2 separate regions of the Mus musculus genome follow, and region 2 is linked to region 1. Evidence: chromatin contacts called from public HiChIP or PLAC-seq data. All regions are on one chromosome and are shown on one strand. Each heading gives the region's core, a stretch centred on a gene start, on an enhancer-like site or on the middle of the called end of the contact. The rest is flanking DNA. Distances are from core to core; before and after follow the strand shown. Region 1 overlaps Pappa2 (pappalysin 2). Region 2 holds the start of 4930562F17Rik (a long non-coding RNA gene).

The links. HiChIP or PLAC-seq counts read pairs in DNA pulled down with a chosen protein or histone mark.
Region 2: a contact with region 1 is called in an H3K27ac HiChIP or PLAC-seq map of oligodendrocyte precursor cells, with 12 times the contacts expected there. The contact joins the promoter of 4930562F17Rik here to the enhancer-like site in region 1. A contact is called at or near these places in 6 of 484 Hi-C or Micro-C datasets (embryonic fibroblasts, embryonic limb bud, embryonic stem cells and 1 more) and 5 of 115 datasets of contacts at active chromatin or transcription factors (the NIH/3T3 cell line, embryonic basal ganglia, embryonic fibroblasts and 2 more).

The regions. Positions count from the first base shown.
Region 1 is chr1:158,730,998-158,736,033 of GRCm38.p6, reverse strand. The region is part of intron 21 of Pappa2 (pappalysin 2); the gene reads left to right. Among named protein-coding and RNA genes, the nearest start is that of Gm37679, 180 kb to the right of the region's middle. Within about 2 kb of position 2,788, at least 40 of the 459 cell types and tissues checked have an H3K27ac peak or open chromatin away from gene starts, as enhancers often do. A contact at or near this core is called in the NIH/3T3 cell line, embryonic fibroblasts and oligodendrocyte precursor cells, where this site is marked.
Region 2 is chr1:159,132,272-159,137,307 of GRCm38.p6, reverse strand. 4930562F17Rik (a long non-coding RNA gene) reads right to left here and starts at 3,027. Exons shown (of 4, transcript XR_865669.1): 1 at 2,811-3,027; 2 at 1,804-1,981.

The DNA of each region.
Region 1 (5,036 bases), core at 1,539-4,038:
TGGTGTCCATGGGAAGAACTTTGCTAGGAGGAACTGGGAATATTGTTGGCTTTGAAGATGATATGGTTGAGGACATAAGGCCCCATAGTAAACAGGGATAGGTAGAAGGAAGTACACCACCATAGCCTCTGAGTCAAGTGGGAAGAAAGTTAAAATAACTGCAAGTAAGGTTTATAGGGTTTCCAATTGGATCCAAGAATTCATGGTATTTCTCTGTGTAGTTTCCAATTTCTGTTCATGGCAAGTTCTTCTGTCTAGTTGCTCAGAACACAATTCTCAATGCTACTTTAATTCTTTTTCTGTTACCAGTCACATCCAATTTATTCAGTAATCCTATTAACTCTGCTATTACAAATATCCACAAAGTAACCCTTTTGTAGCCTCCCTATCTCTTCCACCACCATCATCACCTCCATTGCTACAACACTTCCTGACTCTTTTCACTCCTACCTCTGCTGCCCAATGATATGCTTTAAGTAGTCTCCAGAACATACTTTTAAAATGCAAGCAAATTCACAGCTAGTCTTCACCACTCCTACTTAAAGTTTGCTTTCTATTAAACACCATGACCAGAGTAGCTTGGAGGGGGAAAGGGTAGTTCACTTATACTTCCATGTGAAAGTCCTGATTGAGGGAGATCAATGATGGAACGTAAACAGCAACTAAAGCAGAAACCATCGAGGAATGTTGCTTATTGGCTTGTTCTCTGGCACATGCTCTGCTATCTTTATTATGCAGACTATGCCTACCTGTCTAAGGATGGGGCTGCCCTTAGTGGACTGAGCCCTCCCTTATCAATCATTGATCAAGGCATGGCCATAGGCTGCTCTGATGGAGCGAGAACTTCATTTGAGAGTACATTCCCAGGTGCCTCTAGAATGTGTCAAGTTAACGATAAAAATTAACCTCCAGGTTTCTCAGTTCTCCAGAGTAAAACTGGATGTCTTTGTGGTGGCTTGCATATCTCCTACAAATATTGTCCCTCTGACCATTTCATTGAAAGTAACAATTGTCCTCTCCCCCCTCTCACATCTTCCACTACCAACCCCCTACCACATAACCCTCTTAATTCCTTTACATAGACACTATTTCTTAATAGATTCATTGCATTCTCATTATATATGTGTGTGTTTTTCGACCACCCCTATTCCCGTAGAAGCTCCAGGAGTAGATGTTTATTTGTCTCCACTGTCAAACATCGAGTTCTTATGGTAGTGACATAGGGACTGGAGTGTTGTACTCACTCATCATTTTTCAGCTAATGAGTTAAGTAAGAAGTTAAGAGCATCATGGATTGAAGAGGAAAACAGCAGCTGGATAAGGATTAAAAAGTAGCTCGACAATTGTGGTAAAAGGAACACATAACTCACACATGAATGGGGAAATTACTGAGAAGCCCTCAGCTTTATGACTCATTTAAGACAGTCTTCTACCAAATTCTTTTTTGTTAAGCCTATGGTCAGCATCTTCCTGTACTGTGAATTTGGGGGTAGATGAAATTTGGACTCTCTCTGTCTTTTCAGCTCTTTGACAGCATTTCTGCCCTAAAGAAAGCAGATCAAGGCTCACAGAATGCCTTTCTTTTTCTGAGCTCATAAAGTTATTTAGCTCAGAAAGAAGGCAAATGTCTCCCTTGCTTGATACATACAATTCTTTTGACTCTCAAGTGAGATACCACTCATGATAGTGTTTGTAGACACTAACACACTGCACATATGTATAAGATTATCATGATGGTTACCCCCCATGTATGAAAAGCCTTCTGAAGCAAACTCAGGTGGAGAGACATAGCCACTCTTCAGGTGACATAGTCTATGGGCTGCTTAGTGGTGGGTACCACCAAGAAAGCTGGGTCCATGTTTGGAGATGTGCATAGATAGAGTAGAGAAACAGAAACCTCACATAGCTCTTGTAATTCAGTCTGGTTTCTTTTGGGCCAGCAGCTTTGAACTACGTTTTGCATCTCTTTGGTTCCACCTTTCCATGTGTAGGCACACAATTGAGTGTTCAATCCTTGATTAAGGAGGCTAACAACTCAAACCTGAAGCTTCCCAGCTGCTTCCCAGCACCAGCTCAACAGCTAGAAGCTACTTTCCTTTAGCAGCTACCCTAAGAGTGCCTCAAACTTTAGAGGATTCCTGCTCTTTGCTTTGCCTCCATTTCCCTAAGCAGAGTAATCAGAAGACAAACATGAAACTCTGAATGCTCACCCAAGCCTGATACAAGCCCTGCACATCAATTTTGCAAACACAGACTTTTGCCTGTCATGTTGCAAAACCTCTAACCTAGTGACCCTGTGTCATTATCCTCCCAGTCTGTCCCCTATCCCTTCTTCAACTTTATACATAACGTTCACTTCTACTTGAGATCAGGCCATGAAGGAAAGATCCTAAAGTGTCAAAAGTGTCCCTGTGGCTTCACTCAGGCTTGCTTTCTTTCCACAGTCCCTTTATAGCCTCCAATATTCTTTGCAAGAGTAAGTTGCCTGGAGATCTAACCCATAGCAAGAGGCTGACTCTGAGACAGCATTTCAGACTAGTGAGGCCAGAGTCAACAGCAGGTTTCTTACAGCAAAGGGCTTAGTGTTTCCTTACATTTGCACATGCACACACAGCTGCGAAGCCTGGGAATCCTCACAGAGAGCAGATGTCACTACCCACAGTGCCAGCCACGTGTCACCCATGGCATTTTCTTCATTTCAACTCCTGGCAACTATAGTTTTTCTTTCTCCCCCTCCCGCTGCCCCCACACACCCTATTTCTCCACTCTCTACCTCTTGCTACATTTATAAGTTCTCTCCTGAGTCATACTGGGCCAGCCTTGTGCTTTCATTATTGTCATTGTAAACACCCATGCTTCCAATGCTGGAAAAATGAAAAAAGAAAAGAAAGAAAGAAACCACAACAACCCCCAAAGAAAACATGTTCTAACCCAGGAATGTACAATGCTTCATGCATGGGAAGTATCTCCCCATCTCTAACTTTAGCTACAGAAAGCAGGCCTCCAAATTCCAACACACATACCAAAGATTTTTTTCTGTCTTTTTTTGTTGGTTTGTTTTTTTTTTTTTGTATGAACCTCATCCCGTATTACAGTGAGCACATTTTTGTCCCTGTTCTCAGTGACTAAGATTTGCAGTAGAGCTTTCCTTTCTGTAGTAACAAATTATGGTCACCCCCCCTTCAGGAACATTTATTAACTTCTTCATTCAAGGTTTTATTTTATAAGTGCCCATTATGTGCTGAGATTACCAAAGAGATCTATGATTTCCCAGCACAATGTATCCAATAGAGATTTTATAAAATCAGATTGCTATCCAAGGGTAGTAATACAATGAGGTGAGACAAATTGTATAGAAATACAGAGAATAAGGCAAAAAAAATTCACCTAATCACTTGATGAAGGTATTATGGACATGGATCTATAAGAGGTATCATAGATGTGAATATGAAAGATCCATTGGAACATATGGAAGTTCAAAGAGATGACAGGAAATGGCACATAGCTGTTTTATGTTGAAATGTTGCCTAGCAAGTAATCCACTAATATCTGTGTCTTAGTAACAAAACATCGTTCTTGCTTCTGCTCCTGAAGGTTGAATAATGTGCCTGTACTCTAGGTCTCCTTCTAAGGGACCCAGGAACTAGAATTTTAGGGTCAGCAGCTACCTTATAATCTGAGATATCTTGAGAAGGAAAAGGGATGCTGCTAACCCAGTAAAAGTCTTTGGTTGAGTGTGATGCATATCACATACATTCATCATTCATTGGTCTAAGTAGATCCTATGCTTGGGTCCAAAGATAGGAGAAGGAAGCAGTAGACACTGCTAACTATAGGGAAGTCACAACAAAGAAAAGGCAAATGGAAACAACTATGAACTAAAACTCCTCAGCCTCTCTTGTCAAACAAGTGGATTATTGTATTCTATACACACCATGTCTCATGCCAAGATGATATAGAAGGTGACCATTGGGATTGAATTCTGAACCTGAAATGTATACCAGGTCATGATGTAACTTTTCTTAATCTGGAGTGTAAAATCACCAACTTGCCACATCACACTCGCACTAGGTACAAAGTGGAGCAGAAATGAGACAAATACAATAAACATTCCCATTCAAGGGGAGAAGACAGACGCACATAAAAGTCACTGATCCATAGCAATTATGAAATATGCTGAGCAGCACTTAAAAAAGGCCTGTGCTGTGAGAGCAGACTCTGCTCCTTTGGTAGTAACTGTGAGTGGTCCCTGGGTGTAGCTTCCAGTGGCTGTGGATCATTCTTCATGGTTCTTGGCTCCAGCCTCAGCTGCCTTGGAAGCCCATCCCTTCCCTTTGTCCCCTTTGGTCACATAAAGGGAGCATTGTTGAACATCCCTTTTGGGAAATCCGAGTAATATTTGCAATCTGCTTTCTCCTGGTAGATCTCAAACAGGCCTAGTCTCTTTTCTAAGTCTCCATCTAGAAGGCTTCTTCTTCATCCACACCGAGAGTGATGTTGACACCATGCTTCACACAGACTTTATGAATTTGTATGTATTTAATTCTGGTCAGTTCCATTTGCTAAGAGCAGAACTCTCAAGTCTTTCAAACACTTGGCCATTTCTGTGAGTGTATTCTGAGCTTCTGTCATTTAGATGTCATTTGAGGTGTAATTTTGGGTGTCATTTCTAGGAGTCATTTTGTTAGATGCAATGATCTCCAACAGGCTGCTTTTACCTGATTAAAGGTTGTAATAACTGGTGTATATATCCGCCTTTGACTTCCATGTCCCCTGGCTCCCTGGTATTGTCTTAGCTTGTCTTAGGTGGCCTTTCCAATAAAACAGTGTGGTTGACCCTCCATACCTGTGAGTTTCACAACCTGGATTTAAGTAGCTGACACAGAAAATACTCCACAAAACACTGCATCTGTAATTAGCACGCACAGGCTCTTTTCTTACCACAATTCTCTAAACAATATCAAATAACAACTACTTTTAGATCACTTATATTTTGTTAGAAATTGTGAATAATACTATATCATGTTACTTAGAAT
Region 2 (5,036 bases), core at 1,778-4,277, 400 kb before region 1:
TTTCAATTGAATAATGTCATATAGGCTAACCAGAAGGGTACCACATTGAGTGATCAAAGTGAATACTCACATCTGTTATCAGTTATGCCTTTGTAAGTATATTTTGGATGCTGTATGGACAGAAATGGGAGGGAGAAGGAACAGGATTAAGGGACGACTAGAAGAATATGCTAGAGATGTGATGGCTTAAGTACCAGCAACCATCATGGAAATAGAAGGGGGTGATAAGAATTGTGACATTGGCAAATGGAATTAGTAGGGTATGGTGATGGAGTTAGAGAATAAAACAGAAAAGGCCAAGGACTGTTTGTTGATTTTTGCATGAGCATCTGGGTGGATTATGGAGCTACTTGCTAAAAATGAGAAGCCAGAAGAAAGAGTAAACTGTGAGTGAGAAGTTGAACTATAGTGTGCTGTTAAGATCTATGTGAGTCATAAGTGGAGGCTCACAGTCAGCTATTGGATGGAACACAGGGCCCCCAATGGAGGAGCTAGAGAAAGTGCCCAAGGAGCTAAAGGGGTCTGCAACCCTATAGGTGGAACAATATGAACTAATCAGTACCCCCGGAGCTTGTGTCTCTAGCTGCATATGTATCAGAAGATGGCCTAGTCAGCCATCACTGGAAAGAGAGGCCCATTAGTCTTGCAAACTTTATATGCCTCAGTACAGGGGAACGCCAGGGCCAAGAAGTGGGAGCTTGGGGCGGGGGGAGGGTTTGGGGGACTTATGGGATAGCATTGGAAATGTAAATGAAAAAAATAACTAATTAATACAAAAATAAAAAAAAGATCTATGTGAGTCTTATTCTTTGGAGGATGCTCTAACAAAATACTTTCAGGTTGGTAATTTGTAAACATCATAGATTTCCTTCTCAAAGCTTTTAAGGTGGGCAGGAGGGAACAAAACTCCAGAAGGTGATGATGGTGGTGTAGAGTATTTTGTCTAAGGAAGAGTAATGAGTTTGTTTTATGAAAAGGCGATCAATATATAGGATATATAGTATAGGATGAAGTAGAGCAGATGGATGACAGAAAGCCCACATGCTCAAGTGGGCATTACTTCATAGAATCGCGGCAATGACACCAAGATGAGCAGCTTTAGGTCACCAGGGTGAGAGACATTGAAGGGTACCAGGCAGGCTCTGGATGCTCCAAGATCTGCTTGTTCATGTCACCTTTGGGTCTTGTAGATTCCGGATCATGGCTATCAGACATCCTTGAGTCAAAACTGAGAAATGGCTTTGTGAACAAAAGTCTCTGAAAGGTGGTTTTGGGAAAGAGATCAAAAGCAAAGAGCTGTAATAGTCAACATGGACACGGGGTCATAGATGAAGGTCAAAGGCGGCTATCTGCACAAAACTTATTGTTATAGATTTAAGAGTGTAATATGAACAGGCTACCAGAAATATAATGCCACACGATTTAGTATAATATTTATATAAAATAAAGAACTTTGTTCTTAGGTCTTAGATATGTGTGTGACTGGCAAAACACTGTAGAATATCTTGCTTGTATTTGTTTTACTAAATAGCAGATGTTTTCATTTGATCCCAAATCTGCCATTGTTTTCTTATTTTAAGTAAAAATGGTTCAGGAAGGTAATTAGACTGAATTAACTCATGAGTTAATAGTAGCACAAAGCTTTGAACTCGGGCTTTATATGTTGGAGCCCAGCGGGCCATTTTGCTACCAAGGGAGATCAGTGAAATAGGTTCCATCTGGAAGGATATGGGCATTGAGTCTAGTTTGAGATGGAGCTGTCAGCGCACAATGCAGACATCGGCCACCAGAGGGTGCTCTTACCTCAAGAGAAGTTTGATAATCCTTTTTTCCGCAGGAGAAGATGTAGCTGATGGATTTCTTTCCTGCCTCTCCTTCGAGGCAGCTGTGTCAAGAGCTGGGCTGTCTTAGACCAAAGTCTGCAAAGCGCGATGACGACATAGCTGCTTCAGGCTCTAAGAACTGCGTCAGAGAAGCATATCTGAAATAATCACAGATTATACTGGATGGCGAGAGAAAGAAACAAGTCCAAACAGCTCAGAAAACAGGTCTTTCGGTATCTGGAAGCGGAAGAAGGGTTTCCTGTGATTCTAATGAAAGCTGCCTTTTGATTCTGAGCTGATTTGTCAGCGCTGCTCTGAATGAAATTATATATATAATTTTGCCTTAATAGATTATAGATTTTTCTTTGTTATTTTTTGAATAATTTGTTTTTTGCCGAACATGTGCATTTAGTGTTACTCTCCCATTTATTTTGTGCCTTGTTTCCTGGTTTTCTTCTATTACTAGAGTTATTCCAGCAAAGGACAGGAACTCATTCATCTTGTGATTAAGCATCTCATGGCGGCCAGTATTTAGAGACAATACCAATTCATAAGAGAATTTTATAAAAGTTTTCTAAAATGAAGAGTTTCTGGGGGCAGGGAGCTGGAGGCGTATAGACAAGTGATCACCAGCATATTAGTGACATTAAAATTTACAATACTTGCACAGATCTTCTAGGGATGCTGTAAATCCAAGGAAAGCTCGAGTCAGAGCCCTGCATTTGCAGCATGCAGATGCCTGTGTTCCTAGGAGCACACCTTCACTAAAGCAAAATTTTAGGCCTTAAGCCAAGGGGCTAGACTTCTTTTAAAAAGCAAGTTTATTAATTGTTTGAGAATGTTATAAATTATATTGTGATCATATTTGCCCTTTCCCAATTTCTGACATATTCCCCCTTACCCACATCCACTCAATTTTGAATTCTCTCTCTCTCCCCTCCCCTTCCCCCTCTCCTCCCTCTCCTTCTTGCTCTCACTCCTTCTCACCTGTTCTCTCTCTTCACCCTGCTATTGGTCCTCCTCCTCTCTCCTCCTCCTTTTTCGTATGAAGTTTGCGTTGCCCAAGTACTCTGGGGAGTGGGCCCTGCCCTGGAATCAACCTACAAGGATCACATCTTTAAGAAAAGCCGATTCTTTCTTCCTTTAGCAGTTAGAAAATACCAACGGCTTTTCAGATCCCAGTGGGATTGTCTATCTATCACTCTTGCTCCATGGTGGGGTTTTTCCTCTATCTTTAGTTTACACACATCTTGTGCATGATGTCATAATTGCTGTGGATTCATATATGCAACTGCCCCATGTATCTAGAAAACATAGTTTTTGTGAAGTCATACTTCACCTCTGGCTCTTACAGTCTTTCTGCCCTCTTGTCTGTGAAGTCCCTGGAGTCTTGAAGGGAATGGATGGGATATGTACATTCCATTCAGGACTGAGTACTCCATAATCTCTTATTCTCTGCATATGGACCAGTTGAGGATCTCTGTGTTAGCTGTCATCTACTAGAAGCAGCAGCTTATGGGTTGAAAGATGCACTGTATTGCAGCAACAGCATTAAGCACTACCAGTCACTTTAACGCTATGTCCATTTATCAGAATAATAGCATTAGGTTATCCTTTGTGTGTGTATATAACTTCATGTTCTTGGCTCTGTTAACAATGCATCTGTTTCTATCTCAGACAGTAGGCCATAGATCACATGTGAGAGTGGTTGGTTACTCACATAATGTTTGCGCCACTATTGCAGTAGTGGGCATGTCCTGTTAGGCCCATCATGTTGTAGTTTGCCAACTTTACAGTTGGGTTAGAATGGTGATTATTATTTTTCCCATCTAATAGTATGAATGTCATCTTCCAGCACTATGGAAGCTAGCTTTTAGGGGTGAAGCTTCTAAGTGAATACTAGCTTGATTGTCTGTGAGTCCAGTGTGTGGTGTCTTCAGAAATAGGGTCTTACCCTGAAGTTCTGTAGGAAATGAAATGTATTGGCAACAGCCTATAATGGTTTGAGGATTAAGGAATCCCATTGACCATCAATATGCAAAGAGTCAACCCATTCCTTAATACTGAGGTTTTTATTTAAGAATATGTTCTGTCTGGTTGGGGATTGTGGAGCATCCAAGATCCTGGATGATAAAGAAGTTGTATGGAGACCAGAACTTTCTACCTGGAGTTTTGCAGAGATATTTTCTCACAAACAATCTTGCATTTGGCCTCCACCTTATAGTTAACCCTGGAAAACCCCTTTCAGGATCATTTGTTGTTCTTCAGGAAATGTGATTTATCCCAGAAATTTTGAAAAAAAAAATCCCCCTTGCTCCTGGTTTTGTTTGTTTATTTGTTTGTTTTTCTCCTATCTTTACAGCCACTTTCCAGATACCACAGAAAACAGAAACATCTAGGGCCTAAATAACTGAGATGCCTCTCTACTTACCTCTGGTGCTCCAGGCATAGCCTTCCTTTTGGAGTGTCCTCTTTCCAGCCAGTGTTTATTGTCTTCATGCTATAGCAGGACTCAGTCTGGACAGATGAACCTTAACAAAAAGAACTCCAGATTGCACTTAGGATAAAAACCTGTTGTTAATGTGAAGGTAGAGGTCTGTGACAATCTTCCAGGTGGACAGTAGTTCTAGGTCTTATTCCTGTTTTGTAAAAGTCAGGAGACATTGCCTAATTTCTTCACTGGATCTAGCAACTTTTCCTTATAACAGATACTTTTCACTGGGGCTTGGCCCACAGTATCAAGGACATAGAATCAAAATAGCACCAGTAGCTGGGGACCAACATATTCCCATGGCAGACATTACATGTTCAAACCACAACATAGAGTCACTCTTCTAAGCTTACAGTCTAGAGGTTGGACAGACATGACATGTTCAAACCATGGCACATAGTCACTCTTCTAAGCTCACAGTCTAGAGGTTGGGCAGACATTACGTGTTCAAACCATGACACATAGTCACTCTTCTAAGCTCACAGTCTAGAGGTTGAGATGACAAGTCAACTGTTCGAGTGCAGAGATAGAAATGAGAGTCATGGGATGCTTTGGAAGGATGGTCTACTGTCAGCATCCCCTTGATTTCAAATGACAGAAGACTTAACTCAAACCATGTCACACAAAATAGAGAATTTACTGATCAGTATGACTGGGTCAATGTTATTTCTGGTTTTAAACAGAGCTGTGTTTAGAGTTTCAGCAAGTTTTTTTTTTAAAGG